Linked DNA regions of Sus scrofa: region 2 is linked to region 1. A link is a contact called in public Hi-C data. All regions are on one chromosome and are shown on one strand. The core of a region is the stretch at or near the end of the contact, and the rest is flanking DNA. Distances in the headings are between cores, read along the strand shown. Region 1 has its middle 100 kb from the start of NCOR2. Region 2 overlaps NCOR2 (nuclear receptor corepressor 2).

What was found. A called contact is a pair of places that touch in the nucleus more often than the background predicts.
Region 2: a contact with region 1 is called in a Hi-C map of liver, with 1.8 times the contacts expected there. The contact joins two enhancer-like sites. A contact is called at or near these places in 1 of 47 Hi-C or Micro-C datasets (liver) and 1 of 2 datasets of contacts at active chromatin or transcription factors (alveolar macrophages).

The regions. Positions count from the first base shown.
Region 1 is chr14:28,537,953-28,545,416 of Sscrofa11.1, reverse strand. No RefSeq gene overlaps it. Among named protein-coding and RNA genes, the nearest start is that of NCOR2, 100 kb to the left of the region's middle. Within about 2 kb of position 3,571, at least 16 of the 83 cell types and tissues checked have an H3K27ac peak or open chromatin away from gene starts, as enhancers often do. A contact at or near this core is called in liver, where this site is marked.
Region 2 is chr14:28,783,587-28,791,050 of Sscrofa11.1, reverse strand. It overlaps NCOR2 (nuclear receptor corepressor 2), which reads right to left. Exons shown (of 49, transcript NM_001044576.1): 24 at 6,911-7,082; 25 at 2,216-2,380; 26 at 856-995. Among named protein-coding and RNA genes, the nearest start is that of RFLNA, 54 kb to the left of the region's middle. Within about 2 kb of position 4,255, at least 34 of the 83 cell types and tissues checked have an H3K27ac peak or open chromatin away from gene starts, as enhancers often do. A contact at or near this core is called in liver, where this site is marked.

The DNA of each region.
Region 1 (7,464 bases), core at 2,322-4,821:
ACTGATTTTTTTTTTTTTTAAAGGGCTGGGGCCTGGGGCAGGGGCTGGGGCTTGTACTCATCTTTTTCTTCCTTTTTTTTTTTCACACTATACAATTCAGTGGTTTTAATATATTCGCACAGTTGTGCAACCTACACTACTATCTAATTCCAGAACATTTTTCATTAGCCCAAAAGGAAAGCCCACACCCTAGCAGTCACTCCCATTCCCCGCTGCCAGCACCTGACACCCTCCAGTGTGCTGTCTCTATGAATTTGCTGATTCGGGACATTTCCTATAAATGGAATCCTATGACATATGGCCTTTTGTATCTGGCTTCTCTCACTTAGCATGTTTTCAAGGTTCATTCATATTGTACCATAAGTATCAGAACTTCATGCCTTTTTTTTTTCTTTTTACAGCCAAATCTGTGGCATATGGAAGTTCCCAGGCCAGGGTTCAAATTGGAGCTATAGGTGAGGCCTACGCCACAGACATGGCAACACTGGATCCGAGCGGTATCTGTGACCTACACTGCACCTTGCAGCAGTATTGGATCCTTAATCCATTGAACAAGGCCAGTGACTGTGTTGGGTTCTGGGCCACAACAGGAACTCCTCACTTTTTTTTTTTTAAGGGCCGTACTCACGGCATATGGAGGTTTCCAGGCTAGGGGTCAAATCAGAGCTACGGCTGCCAGCCTACACTACAGCCACAGGATCGAGCCGCGTCTGTCACCTACACCACAGCTCATGGTAGCACCAGATCCTTAACCCACTGAGTGAGGCGAGGGATCAAACCTGCCACCTCATGGTTCCTAGTCGGATTCTTTTCCACTGCGCCACGACAGGAACTCCTCCTCATACATTTCATAGCTGAAAAATATTCCAACCTACAGATAGACCACAATTCGTCCATTCATCACTTGATGGACATTTGGGTTGTTTCCATCTTTCGGCTCTTGTAAATAAAGCTGCGATGAACGTTCATATATAAGTTTCTGTGTGGATGTATGTTTCCATTTCTCTTAGTATATACTTAGGAGTGAAATGACCCAATCACATGATAGGTGTAGGTTAAACTGCTTAAGAAACTGCTGAACTATTTTCCCAAATGGTTGTACCATTTTGCATCCTCACCAGCAATGGGTGAGAGTCCCAGTCTTTCCAAATCCTTGCTGGCACTTGGTCCACTGCTGTCATTTTATCAGTGAAGATGCTTTTGAAGATGCTGTAATTAACAAAACTGCCCGCACAATACTCATAATGGTCAAATAATGGAAGCCACCCAGGAGGCCAACAACGAATGGAGGGTTAAGCAAAATGTGGTACATACATACAACAGGATACTATTCAGCCTTAAAAAGTCTCTTTTCCCACAGTGGATACCACATGCCCAATAGGCTGGGAGATGTATTTGCACAAAAGGGGGGGGGTGTCAGGAAACACCCACACACTGGCCCCTGAAGGCTCTTGGTGCTGTCCTTGTACATATGAGCTTAAAACGAAAGCTAGAAAAATATTAAGGCATTGAAATAATCAAATCAGTAATTTTTTTGAAATAACGTAACCAACTGGCATGACCATCAACCTAAGTTCTGATGATATGGAATCCAAACAAATAAAATGCCCAAACGTTGGGGTTTTTTTTTCCTCCCCTATTGAACCAAAAAAAAAAAAAAGAAGAAGAAGGAAAGAAATTCCAGCTCAGACTTACAATATGCATGAGCATGAGGACATTATGCTAAATGAAATCAGCAAGGCACAAAAGGACAAATACTGCATTATTCCACTTCTGCAAGGTACCCAGAGGAGTCAAATTCACAGCGACAGAAAGAAGAAGGGTGGGTGCCAGAGACTGAAGCGGGCAATGGAAAGTTAGTGTTTAATGGGGATAGAGTTTCAGTGTGGGAAGATGAAAAGTTCTAGAGTTGGATGGTAATGATGTTTGCACAACAGTGGGAATGTTCACGGTGCCACTGAACTGTACTCTTACAGATTGTTAAAATTGTGCATTTTATGTTATGTCTATTTTATCGCAAATTTTTAAAAAATGCAACATCTTTTATACTTTGTCCTTGAGTGAGCTTTTTTTTTTTTTAAATTTCAAGTCTCTCAATCTACCATGTGGCAGGAACTAAATTCTGCCCCTCTGGGCCTGGGGATGTCCAGGGGAGAGCCTGTGACCCATTTCTGGCCTTTGAGAGACAAGAGGAAGTCTGCTGATGGCTCTTGAGGAAGAGAGAGCTCACTATAAAATGAGAAAAATACAGGAAGAGAGGCTTGTTCCATTTCGCCCACTCTCCTTCCTGCCTTTGGATGTCATTGTGTGAGGAAGTGATGTCTGAAGCTGTGGCAGTCACCTTGTCACAATGAGGAGACAGCCAAGACAATTTCGGAGGTGTCAACCATCCATTATGATATTGAGGAACTGGTTTTCTTTTTTTCTATCTTGGCTGCACCTGCCACATATGCAAGTTCCCAGGCCAGAAACTGAATCTGAGCCAGAGCTGTGACCTAGCCACAGCTGTAGCACTGCCGGATCCTTAACCCACGGCACCGGGCCAGGGATCGAACCAGCACCACCACAGAGACAAGTCGGATCATAAACAAACTGTGCCACAACAGGAACTCCATATACTGAGGAACTATTGAACCCACCTGATGTCCTCCTAAATAGACAACATATGGCCTTATGATTTAAGTCACTCTTAGTCCAATTTTGTTACTTACAGCCAAGTGCATTCCTAATGAATTCAATATATTCTACCTTCTATGGATTTAGGGTTTGAGACAAGAGACTGTGAGTTCATCACATCTGGGCTTGTGTCCCAGCTGGCTGTGTGACCACAGGGACATTGGTCCACTTGCTGGGCCCCCAGTTTGCCAACAGCCAACTGGAGACAATAGAGCTATGCATTCTGTAAGGTAGATGCTGTGACATTAGTGCATCACAGGATGTCAACATGTGCCTGGGACACAGTAGAGAATTATTCAGCGATTCCTTTTTACCCTGAGAACAAAAAATAATGGCAGTTCAGGACTCTGGACAAGAATGGCTGTGCCCTACCACAGTCTTGCAGCCGTGGCATCTTTCCTGGTTGCCCGAACTGCAGAAGCTGCAGAGGCCTTGAGCCGCTGGCTGGGGAAAGGTCATTGATGGTGTTGATTGGGGGTTTTACTTTCCCTTCTCCTTTAACAAAAGCGCTGAGCATTTACTTAGAGCAGGCTCATAAATTCCCAGCCATTTCGCAGCCTTCCAACTGGAAAGGAATCAAGCGTTCCTCTTTGCTGAGTTCAAGGTTGGCCCCCCTGTTGCACCGGCACTCAGGATCCCCTGGAATGAACTGAGTCGTTGCAGGAAAGTGGTGGCTGGAAGGAGCAGCACTGCCCCTCCCAGGAGGGACAAGAGAATCTGGGTGTCAGGCAAGATCGCCCCATTACCCTGAGGAGTTTGAGAGCCGACATGTAAGAGAAACTTGCAAGAGGCCACAAGGCAAGGGTGGGGTGTTTTCATGCCCCCTAAGGGAGGGAATGGTTGCAGCTTGGACCTCATCACCAAAGCTGAGTTAATCTTCCAACTATCCAGAAACTGGCTTAACAATCTTCCCCTCATTCCCCAGATGCCTGGCCTGAGGCTGTTATAGACTGACTCTGTCCCCTCCAAATTCTTATGTTGAAACCTGACCCCTATGTGCTGATATTAGGAGATAGGGCTTTGGGAGGTGCTTAGGTCATGAAGGTGGAGCCCTCCTGTATGGGATTAGTGTCCTTAATAAAGAGGCCCCAGAGAGCTCCCTTGACCCCTCCACCACTGAGGACACAGACAAGACAGCCATGCATGAACCAGACACAGACTCTGCCAGCACCTTGGTCCCAAGGTCCAGCCTCCAGAACTGAGAAATCATTGTTTGCCATTGAAGCTGCCCAGTCAATGCTATGTTGTTATAGCGACCTGAGCAGAGATAGGCCCAGCAAGATTTTAGGGTGATTCCGGAGGCAATGGTACCCCGCCCCCTCACAGAGGTGGAAGGTCCAGATGACCAGCTGTGGTGGACCTGCCACAGGTCAATGCCCTCAAGATGATGAAGAGCCCTGGCAGTGAGCATTGTGACAACCCCACTTGGCTAAACCCCACGTCCTTCAGGTTCTTTCACCTTTGCCCCTGCCTCAGCCATTCTGGGCCGGGCCACCTCCTCTGGGGGGTTCTTAGACCAGCAGCTGCTGCTACCTCCATCCTTGAGGATGAAAAATGTTCCTGTCATCAGGAATGCAGACTCACTGCCTCTTGTTTGAAAACTAAAGGCTAGGAATTCCCTGAGGGCCTATGGGTTAGGGATCTGTCATTGTCACTGCTAAGGCATGGGTTCGATCCCTGGCCTGGGAACTTCTACGTGCCACCTGTGTGGCCAAAAACCAAACCAAACCAAAAAAAAAAGGGCATAACATCAAAAAGAATAAAATACTTAGGAACAAAGTTAACCAAATGGATGAAAAAAATGTGAATGCTGAAAACGATAAGATATTAGCAAAAGAAATTGAAGAAGACACAAATAAAGGGAAAGATATCCCTTGTTCATGAACTGGAAGAATTAATATTGTTAAAATGTCCACACTTCCCAAGGTCACCTATAGCTTCAAATGCAATCTTTATCAAAATGTGAAATACGCATGTCTATATCCAGTGGAATGTAATATATATAATGTAATATTATATATTATCCATTACATTTATATTATGTATTCCATTATATATTATATACAGGGTATTCTATTATACACATAAATTTCATTTTATTTCATATGTAGTGGACTATTATTTGGCCATAAAAGAGAGTGAAATCCTCCTTTTTATGACAGCAGGGGTACATCTAAAGGACAGTATGCTAAATGAGATAAAAGAGAAAGACAAATATTGTATACTCTCACATATAAAATCTAAAAAAAATAAATTCACAGAAATAGAGAATAGAGTGGTAGTTTCTAAGGATTGCAGGGGGTGAAAATTGGGAGATGATTAAAAGGTACCAACTTTCAGTTACAAAATAAATAAGTTCTGGCCATCTTTTTAAAAAAGACAAATCCTAATGCAACATGAGGAAAAACTAGGATACAAGAAATCTTGGGGCGGCCACAGAGCATGGGGAGGTGTGAAGGAAGGTGGAGACACTGAGCGAAGGGCTTTAGGCTGAACTGGGAGGCAGCAGAGTGCTATAGGGTGGGGCTGGGGAGAGAGCTCTGTGTCTGGCCTGGACCCTCGGCTCCAGCCACACAGACCTCCTTATACAGGGCCTCTGCACCTGCATTCTCTTGCCTGGAACATTTGCTTCCCCAGAACTTGGCACAGCTTGGATCAAAGAGCACCTCCAAAAGGGGTCCCCAGTGGCCTCTCCAGAGTAGCCACATCCCATGGGTCTCTCCCACATCATCTCCTTTTATGGAGTTCTCTCTTCCCACTGCCCAGAATTCCAGAGTTACCTTGTTTATTTATGCTCTGTCTCCTGCTGCAGCCCTAACTAGGACTGAAGGACACTAGGATGAAAGAATGGATAAATAAGTGGATGGATGAATGGATGGATGGATGAGTGATAGAGCTCAGTTTGAGGGGGCCATTAATCATAGGGACCTGCACAGTGACGCCTTGAGCCTGCAGGGTGCTTGCTCCCCTGCAGCTCCTCCTGCCAGCCTCTGCCACCCTCAAGGCTGGGGACAGCTCGATGATAGCCCTGCCCCCACCTCCCCAACTCCATTCTCCCCCAGGGGTGTGTGGAAGAGAAGCTTTGAAGCTGCCGTTCCCTGGTTCCCTGCCGGGAGCTACCCGATGACGTGTCTGCAGGAGCAGGAGGCTAGTTGGGGGGGAGGGGCTGTAAGGCAGCCAAACTCTTGGTTTCTTGCTGGAGAACCCTGCAGGGAAGCAGCTTTTTTCTTTCTTTTTTTTTTTTTTTTTTTTTTTTTTTTTCCTCCAGAATGCCAAGTGCAGCTTCTTGTCTGAGGCTTGGGGGCCCATGCACAATGAGGCGAGGCCTCAGGGCTGTTCCTGACCTGTAATCAGACCCCTCTCCTGGCAGGCTGGCGGACTCTGCTGAGAACAGCCTAGAGAGGAAACTTCAGAGCCTGAGGGATGAGACAGAAATTTCCAAGCAGCCAGCAGACAGGTGGCCATGGGAAACACCCAGGCCTGGAGGAGAGATCCCTCAGGAGTGGGTCCAGGCCCTCAGGGACAGAGGGCATTTTTCAGAGCTGGTCACCGCAACATCCCCCATCCCTCGTGGTCCTCTTACCCTCGGACCCTGACTCTCCTCCCACCTGAGGGGGAGCTTTTCATCACCTCCCTCTTGAAGCATGTTTGTGACTCACTCATAACCAACAGCATGTGGTGGAAGAGATGCTGGGTGGCCAAAGTCTCAGGCAGGGGCGCAGGTACATTCATGCATTTATGCAACCCTCTGCCCTGGCATGGGGCTGTGGCTCAGCAATCTCAGTGCTCTCCCATCTCCCTCTGCTCCACCCAGCCACCAGGTCAGGCCCTTCCCCATTTTTTTTTTCACGGCTGCACCCGCAGCATATAGTTACCATATAGTTCCCAGGCTAAGAGTCAAATCGGAGCTGCAGTCGCCGGTCTACGCCACAGCCATAGCAAAGCCAGATCCAAGCCGCGTCTGCCATGTACGCCACAGCTTGCAGCAATGCCAGATCCTTAACCCACTGAGCGAGGCCAAGGATTGAACCCACATCCTCAGGGATACTAGTCAGGTTCTTAACCCATAGAGCCACAGTGGAAACTCCCCCTTCCCCTACTTAGAACTCTTCAGTGTGGGAATGACTTTATCCCTTTCTCCAACGGTAGGAATTGTGCCTGTCTTTTATCAGATTTTGTCACTCAGCTCCTCACTGATCTCTCGCCCACCGGATGATAAAATTAAATTGTAGAGAGGTTTCAAGAGGTCACTTTGTCTTCCCAAGGTCAAAATGATCAACATAGACTTAAGCCTTCTAGAATGTATGGCAAACGTGCCTGTGGTCCCCTGTTCTTAGGGTCACTGCGGGTGGTGCTCATACAACAACCACAACACTAATAGCAGAAACAGTAAGAGAAGGCTCTGTGCCAGTCGCCGTTCTAAGCAGGTCTCACCTCTATCACCCCACTTGGATATGCTCATCGGCCACGCTGGTGAGATTCTTAGGGGCAACTTCTTATCCAGGTGGTTGGGCAAGGGAGTTTGTAATCGTCAGGTTATGCCAGGTTATGTTGCAGTTACCAAACAACCCTATGATGTCCGTGACTTGACGCACAAAGTCTTATTGTCCTTCACACGACAAGTGCATGGTGTGTCAGCCACGGACCTTGCTGTACAACGTCCTCACCCCTGGACCCAGGCTGCGGGGTGGTGTGGCCAAAGGAGACTTCTGGAAGGTCTTGCACTGGCAAATGAATGTTCAGCTTGGAACTGTCACTTCCACTCACATTCACTGGCTGAAAACCATC
Region 2 (7,464 bases), core at 3,006-5,505, 240 kb before region 1:
GGGGTCACAGAGATTTCCACCAGGGCATTCCGTCACCCGCACTCATGAGGGTCCAAGGAGAGGGACACCTCAGAATCTCACAGGGGCCTGGGCTCAAGTCCCAGCCCTGCTGCCCCGAGCAATTGTGGACAAGTCTCTTCTGAGCCTCGGAGCCCTCACCTATGAGGTGGCTGCAGTGACCTGGTTTAAAGGAAATAGTGCCTGGAAGAGTCTGGCCAAGTGGATGCCTCCCACCCCACCCTGTGCCTGTGCCACAGGGGGCAGGTCAGAGAGGCGAAAGGGCACACTGAGGCTCACCATGAGCCGTGCTGGGTGTCTAGTGCATTCAATCTTCCCTTTTGTTTTTCTTTTTTTTTTTTTTGGCTTTTTAGGGCTGCACTTGTGACATACGGAAGTTCCCAGGCTAGTGGTCCAACTAGCTCACAGCTGCCAGTGTGCACCACAACCACAGCAATACGGGATCCTTAACCCACTGAGGGGAGCTAGGAATCGAACTCGCATCCTAATAGACATCAGTTGGGTTCCTTTCCGCTGAACCACAATGGGAACTCCTCAATCTTGTGTTTCACAGACGGGAAACCAAGGCACAAAGAGGTTCAGTAACTTGCCAAAGGCCACCCAGTCCAGCTGCAGAGCCTAGGTTCTCAACTGCCCCACAGAGTGACCTCGCAGGGTCCTGATGCCTGGGGCAGCCTGTAGCTGGCTTGGACCCAGCCCCTTGGGTGCCCCGCCCCCATCCACACACCAGTGGTTGCAGTGGCTCCCCCACTTTACAGGTGGAACGACCAAACCCCTGAAAGAGAAAGGAGCTGCTCTCTGGGCACTGGGTCTGGGGGGCTGCCCCTCCCGCCTCACCTGGGAGATGGCACCCATTTGCCTCTCGAGGACGCTGGGGTGCTTGGCGGATGAGATGAGGGGTGGTGGGTTGGAGATGGTGGGTGGGCGAGGCAGGACGGGCCGAGCGCTGTCATGGAGGCCCAGGGGCAGTGGGTGACCTGCAGGGCACACGTCTGTCCATCACAGGGCCCCAGCAGCAGTCAGAGACAGAGCCCCTGGCCACTCCCCACCTCCTCTCTGTTCTGCTCAGGCGGTGCCCAGCCACAGGGGCCCACCACAGCTCCTCCCGTCTCTCCCCTCAAGAGCCATCCGCAGTCTTGCTTCAGACACCACTAAACCCGGGAAACCTCCCTGACCCACACCACCTCCCAGGATCACCCCACCTCCCTGGCCCTAGCCCAAGCCCCTAAACTCTCCCCCAGACTCCTCAACTGGTTTTCCCATTCCCCCCTTTCCCTCCCAAAGTCCATTCCACCCACAGGAACCAAAGGGATTTTTTTTCTTGCACCCCTAGCACGTGGAAGTTCCTGGGCCAGGTACTGAACCCTCACCACAGCAACGACCCAAGCTGCTGCAGTGACAATGCCAGATCCTTAATCTGCTGTGCCACCAGGGAACTGCCAAAGAGATCTTTCTGTGAAGTCTAGCTGTTCATGCGCTCCCCTGCCGTGAACTTCATTGGCTCCCCACTGCCTCTAGGATAAAGTCTTGGCCTCTGACACAGCCTTCAGGCTCACTTGACCTGTTGCCAGTGGTCTCCACAGGCTCACTGGGCGCTAAGCTTCCACCATGGCAGCCTGATTTAGTTTAGCCTGCTCTTTCCTGCCTCCGGACCTTTGCACATGCTGTTCCTGCCGCAGGCATGCCTTTCCCTGTTCTTCTCCTGGCTCTTTCAGCCCATTCATCCTTCAGGAGCAGCTCTGCTTAGGATGGCCTTTGCTGACATCACAGACTCTAATCGGCCCCTGGCTCTGACCCCCGGATTGCTAATGGTACCTGGCGGAACTGGAGAACCAGAAAAGATCTCAAATCCAGCTTGACTGTGTTTGTAAATCAAAGCAGCCTCCTTCCTCCTCAAATTTTTCTCCACCTGCCCATTCTCCAGCTCAAGAAGGCAGAGCTCCACTCCAAGGCTGCCCCTCACCTGCTCAAGCACCTCTGATGGCTCCCTAGCACCAGATGCTTAGACCACAATCCCACAGATTTCTCAGATCTCCACGTTCCCCTTTCCCTTCACTGACCGGACCATCCCTCCTGCCAGGTCCCATGAGACCCTAAGATCCTTTGCATGCAGTTCCACCCAGTGCAAACAGTTGGTGCCCAATGATAGCACACTGGCTGACTCAGCGAGGAGGCCAGGCTTGGGTGAACTACTCACCAGGCGGGGCGTAGGAGAAGGCCAAGGGGTCAGGGGCATGCGGGGAGGCCTTGATCACCTCGCGAGGGGGCACGGGGAAGGGCAGGCCTGATGTCCAGCATGAGGGATCCGTGGGCAGCTTCTGGCCCTCCGCCACAAAGGCCGGGAAGAACACGGGCTTCTCTGCTGAGGGGTGAAGGAGGGCAGTCAGCCACACTGGGCCAGCCCTCAGACCCCCGCCCCAGCTATGCTGCTCAAACGAGACCTGCCCTGTGCCTGCAGCGCCAGCCTTGGCTGGGGGAGGGTCCCGGCCAACAGCGACAGGGGGCCTGTGATGGAACCCCCAGGTCTGCAGGCCAGGCACTGTGATGACTCCCATGATGTCCTGCCAAGCACATGTGCCCCGGGGGTTCTCAGCAGCCCGATGCCAGCCCTGGAAATCCCACAGGCACTTCCCAGGTACCGGGGGAGCAGGGGCTTGGACGAGCCTCCAAACCAGGGGGTGGCAGATGGCGGCACAGGGCCCGCCCCCCCCCCCGATCTCGTCTGCACACTTGTACTGGAATGCGGTCACGTCCACCCGTTTATTTATTATCTACAGCAGAGCTGAGTCGTTGCGACAGAGACCGTCTGGCCTGCAAAGCCTGAAATATTTACTATCTAGCCCTTTCCGGAAGAGGCTTGCTGACCTCTCCCTTGATGAAGGCGGTCAGAACGGCTTGCCGAGATCCTCGGACGTGTGCTCTGTCAGGCGTGGCTAAGGGCCCAGACGCCCGGGGTGACAGCATGCATACATCAGCCTGTTTGCTGAGCGCGTACCACGTCCAGGCGCTGGGCTGAGCCCTACAAAAGCATGAACTCAAGAAGCCTCCTCACAGGCTCAGAAGGAAGAGGGTGCCCAGGCCCAGCACGTGGAGAGCAAGCTGCATACAGACACATCAATAGACAAATCTACAGTCCCCAGCAGATAGTTGGCCCAGTCAGGATGTGACCCCTTAGCCTCCCCGCCACTGCAGCTGCAGATAACATGACAGCAGCGGAGGCTGACGCTCCCTGGGGGTGTCCTTGGGAGGCTCCAACGAAGTGCTCTGCGTGAACTGACTCGTTCATCCTCGCGACACCCTACAGGGAATGGACGATTATTATCCCCATTTTGCTGACGGGAACACAGAGGCTCAGAGAGGCCAAGTCACCAGGTCAGAGGCCCACAGCCAACAAGAGGGAACTCTGAATGCAGGGAGCTGGGCCACAGGCAGTGACCTTACCCTTCACCACGCACGCTGACCACAGGAAGAGGAGCAACCATAGGCCCTGGATTCTCAGGCCTGGGGACAGCTCCCAGACACGACCAAAGGCCACACCGCCTTCACAGCGTTCTCCCGCTGGCCTCTCTCTGCTGAAATCCATCCTAAGCGCTGAACTTCTAGCTTGAGAACTGGTGTTGGGCTGGAGGACCAACCCCGGGGGACTAACTGGCTGATGATGACTTGGCAACATCAGGCCTGGGATGGGAATGGCAGGCAAGGGTCCTCCCTCGGGCCACCTCCAGATGACAGAAGGAGGCTCTGAAGGCCCGTCAAGGGGAGGCGAGAGTGTCAGCATCGGTGAGTGGAGCCCACTGTGCCGGCAGGTGGGGCAGAGGCACATCCTCTGTTTCTCTCCTGGGCAGAGGGGAGACTGAACTTCCCCCTGAGTCTGTGCCTGGTGAAGGAGGTGGCCCAAGGAAAGGGTCACAGCTGCGGGGAGCAGTGGGGTGGGGATTCTCATGCTCAGCCAGCCCCTAAAGGAGGCACCCGGAAATTCCACAAATGCCCTGGACCTCCCCTGTCCAGCTACCCGACCCTGTGCGAGCCTGGGCCGCTGGCTCCAGCTCGGCTCCGGCTGCAGTGGGCGGGGACAGAAGCCAGGGTGAACCGGGGTGGGGGGGGGCCCTCCGGTGTTGGAAGGGAACCTTGGGGTCGGGCCAGGCTGGGCAGGAGGCCCAGAGCCTGGAGAGACAACCTGTTCCTCCAGCTGGGCCCAGGGAGCCCCAGGGATGGGCTGGGCGGAGCTGCTCCACGTGGGAGCCAGGAGGCGGGGAGGCTCTGGAGAGACCAGAGAGGTAGTGCTGGGTGTCAGGTTCACGCATGTGCCTAAGGTGCTGAACTGTGAGCCAGGCTACGGTGCCCGGTGCCAGGTGTACCGTCTCCTGAGCAGAGGGCAATTCCAGGAAAACAGCGTGGCCCTCCGCTGTGCCAACGGGCCAGGGGCCAGACTCAGAAACCACAGCAGTGGCTCACTTTCTCCCAGGACAGGGCCTGTGACCTGTCCCAGCAGGCCCTGCCTGGCCCCATGTGGTGCCCTGCCACCCAAGTGTGGCCCAGCCCAGCTTGGATCTGGCGCCCGCCAAAGCTGTTTGGGCCCCTGACATTGCTAGGCAGCTACCGCCCTGGGCTGGCGCCCCGGCCCTGGAATGTCCTTCCAGAGCCAGACCCCATGTCTCACACAACAGTCTTGCCCAGAGAACCCGCCCCAACTGTGGGGAGTCCCCATCCCAGCGTGGGTGGCCGGCAGGGTCCCAGGAGAAGGAAGACATCCTGCTTTCAACCCCACACTTGGGTTCATCGGCAGGTCCTTTTGCTCCTGAAACAGAACCTCTGTGCCCTCCTTCCATCCAGTGTGGCTGTGACCAGCGCTGGCCTCCTCCGTCTGCCCCCACTCCCCGTGGCCCCAGTCCTCAACAATGGCCAGAGAGCTTTCTAAATTATAAATCAGACTGCCTGATACTCCCAACACACACACACACACACACAGACACACACACACACACACACACACACACACACACACACACACACACACACACACACACACACACCCTTAAAATCCCTTTGGCAAAGGCTCATTCTGCACCTGAGACAAAATCCCCACAGTGCCACCACCTCCCACCAGCCCTGCAAACACAACAAACTTATTCCCACCCTAGGGCTTTGCATGTGCTGTTCCTGTGCCTGGAATGCCCTTCCCCCAGACTGTCCCACAACTACCTTCTTTTTACAGAGACACTTCCCTGAGCCCCTCTTCACTCCCTCTGTCTTGTCGCTTTCTTTTCTTTTTTTAGCTTTTTAGGGCCGCACCCACGGCACATGGAGGTTCCCAGGTTAGGGGTTGAATCAGAGTTACAGCTGCCAGCCACAACCACAGCCACAGCAACACCAGATCTGAGCCGCATCTGTGACCTACACCACAGCTCATGGGAATGCTAGATCCTTAACCCACTGAATGAGATCAGGGATCAAACCCACAACCTCATGGTTCCTAGCAGGATTCATTTTTGCTGTGCCATGAGGGGAACTCCCGTCTTGTCTCTTTCGATGCATGAACTACTCTAAAGTCACCTGGCTTCCTGCCATGCTCCCTGGTCTAAGGGCCTCCTCATTCACAAAAACAGCAGCTCCTCCAAATGGGGACTTGATCCTATTCCCTGCTGACCCCCCCCGCTGCCTGGCACAGTGCTGAGCAATCTAGGTGTTCGAAGAACATCCTGCCCTGTGGCCATAAGCTGGTCCATATGGGTGGCATCCGGATTTCCTGCGGCAGGTGAAGGCGGCCATGGGGAGGCAGTTGAGGTGGGCTGATTAGCTGGGGAGTCACTTGCAGGAAGTGTGGAGCTGTCCTGCTTCAGGGACGGCCCTGCTCTTTGTCCTCAGACAGGCACATGGCCTCACCCTCAGGGAGGCCCATGGCCAAGGGCCAGCGTGGCTTTTTAGAGACAGCAGGACGCTGTTATACCCAAGGCTGGTGGGGGGTGGGGGTGGGGGCGCAGGTGGCCTTAGCCGCCCGAACCTGTCCCTGGGCTGCATTGATCACAGAGGGTCACCTGGGGTCCTGCTGCCCTCAGAGCCCTAGAGCAGCCTGCAGGAGCCTGGGCTAGCCCAGAGTGGGGGACCCTCTGTAGGGTCAGCCCCCAATGCCTGGGACAGGACAGGCTGATCTGGGACGAGTGCCCCTTTGGGACAGAGGCTTGAGATTTCTTGGGTCCAGTGGGGAGCGGGGCAAAGACAGAAGATCCAGAGAATAAGAAACCACGCCCCACCTGTCTCCTGACCTTGAGCTTCACGTGGTGACAATAAAGCACGCCCTGGGCAGTTGCTGCAACGCAGCTGCTGCAACACAGCTGCTTGGGGAATCACCCCACTGGCTCCCTAGTGAACCCAGGGACCTTGGCCTGGAATAAGGTCAGAGTGAAGGCTGGAGGGGGCAGCGCTTCCTGCCCAGATCACAGTTATTGCCAGCTGGCACTGAGCTTCATCTGTGGGTCTAGAAGCTCATGTGTGGACTGAATCACATGGAACCAGAGGCGGAGCCACAGACATGTTTTTGTCTATGCACAACACTTTTGAAAATTTTGAGAAGTTGCCAATATTGAGAAACTAGATTTCACATGGAAAGATTGATTTCTAGCTTCTCTGAAAGGACAACTGCGGGCCTGTATCACTACGTGGTAACACGGCTGAGGCCAATGTGTGCCTGTGTTTGAAAAAACCAGGAGTTCTCTAATTTGCCACAGTCCCCACCGTCCCCTACTGCCTCACTCCCACATGTTTTACTCATTTACTTGGCCTGCCCCAACACTGTAGGTATGGAGTTTGCAACAGCTGCTCTGCACACACAAATGCCGCTATGCCCACCCATTTGCCCTCACTCACACTCTCTCAGCCACCGACACACACTTACCCTCCTTCTCGGCAGGAGGCACAGGACTCCTGCTTTTGCCTCGAGGGCTGTTGCTGGGCTGCTGGGGGGTGTCACCCTCCGGCTGCAGGTGCTGCGGTGCTGGTGGGGCAGGGGGAGCTGGCTTAGGGGGAGCCGTGTCCTCCCGGGGGGGTTCGTGGACTTTGGTGACCTGCTGAGAGAGGCAGGGAGAAGTGAGCGTCTTGACAGGCCGCCCAGAGGTCACAGAGATCAGGGGAAGCCTTCCAGAACCCCTGTGTGTGACCAGCCTGGAAACTGAGGCCTGGAAGAGGGAGTGACACACCCAGGGGGCACACAGCTCGAGGGCCGGAAGGGCAGGGCTCTACACAAAGGGTATAGGATGTCCCCGCTGATATCAGCTGGCTGGCAGTGGATGCGGGAACCAATGCTAACCTCCCCACCAGCCCCTTCCCCCGTCCCCAAATCTTTCTGGGTCCCAGAGAGATGGAGGCTGACAAATGCGGACCGTGCCCAGCCTCAGGAAGCAGGCAGCACAGCCTGGTATGCCTTGTGCCCCTCACCCCTCTGAGCCCTGC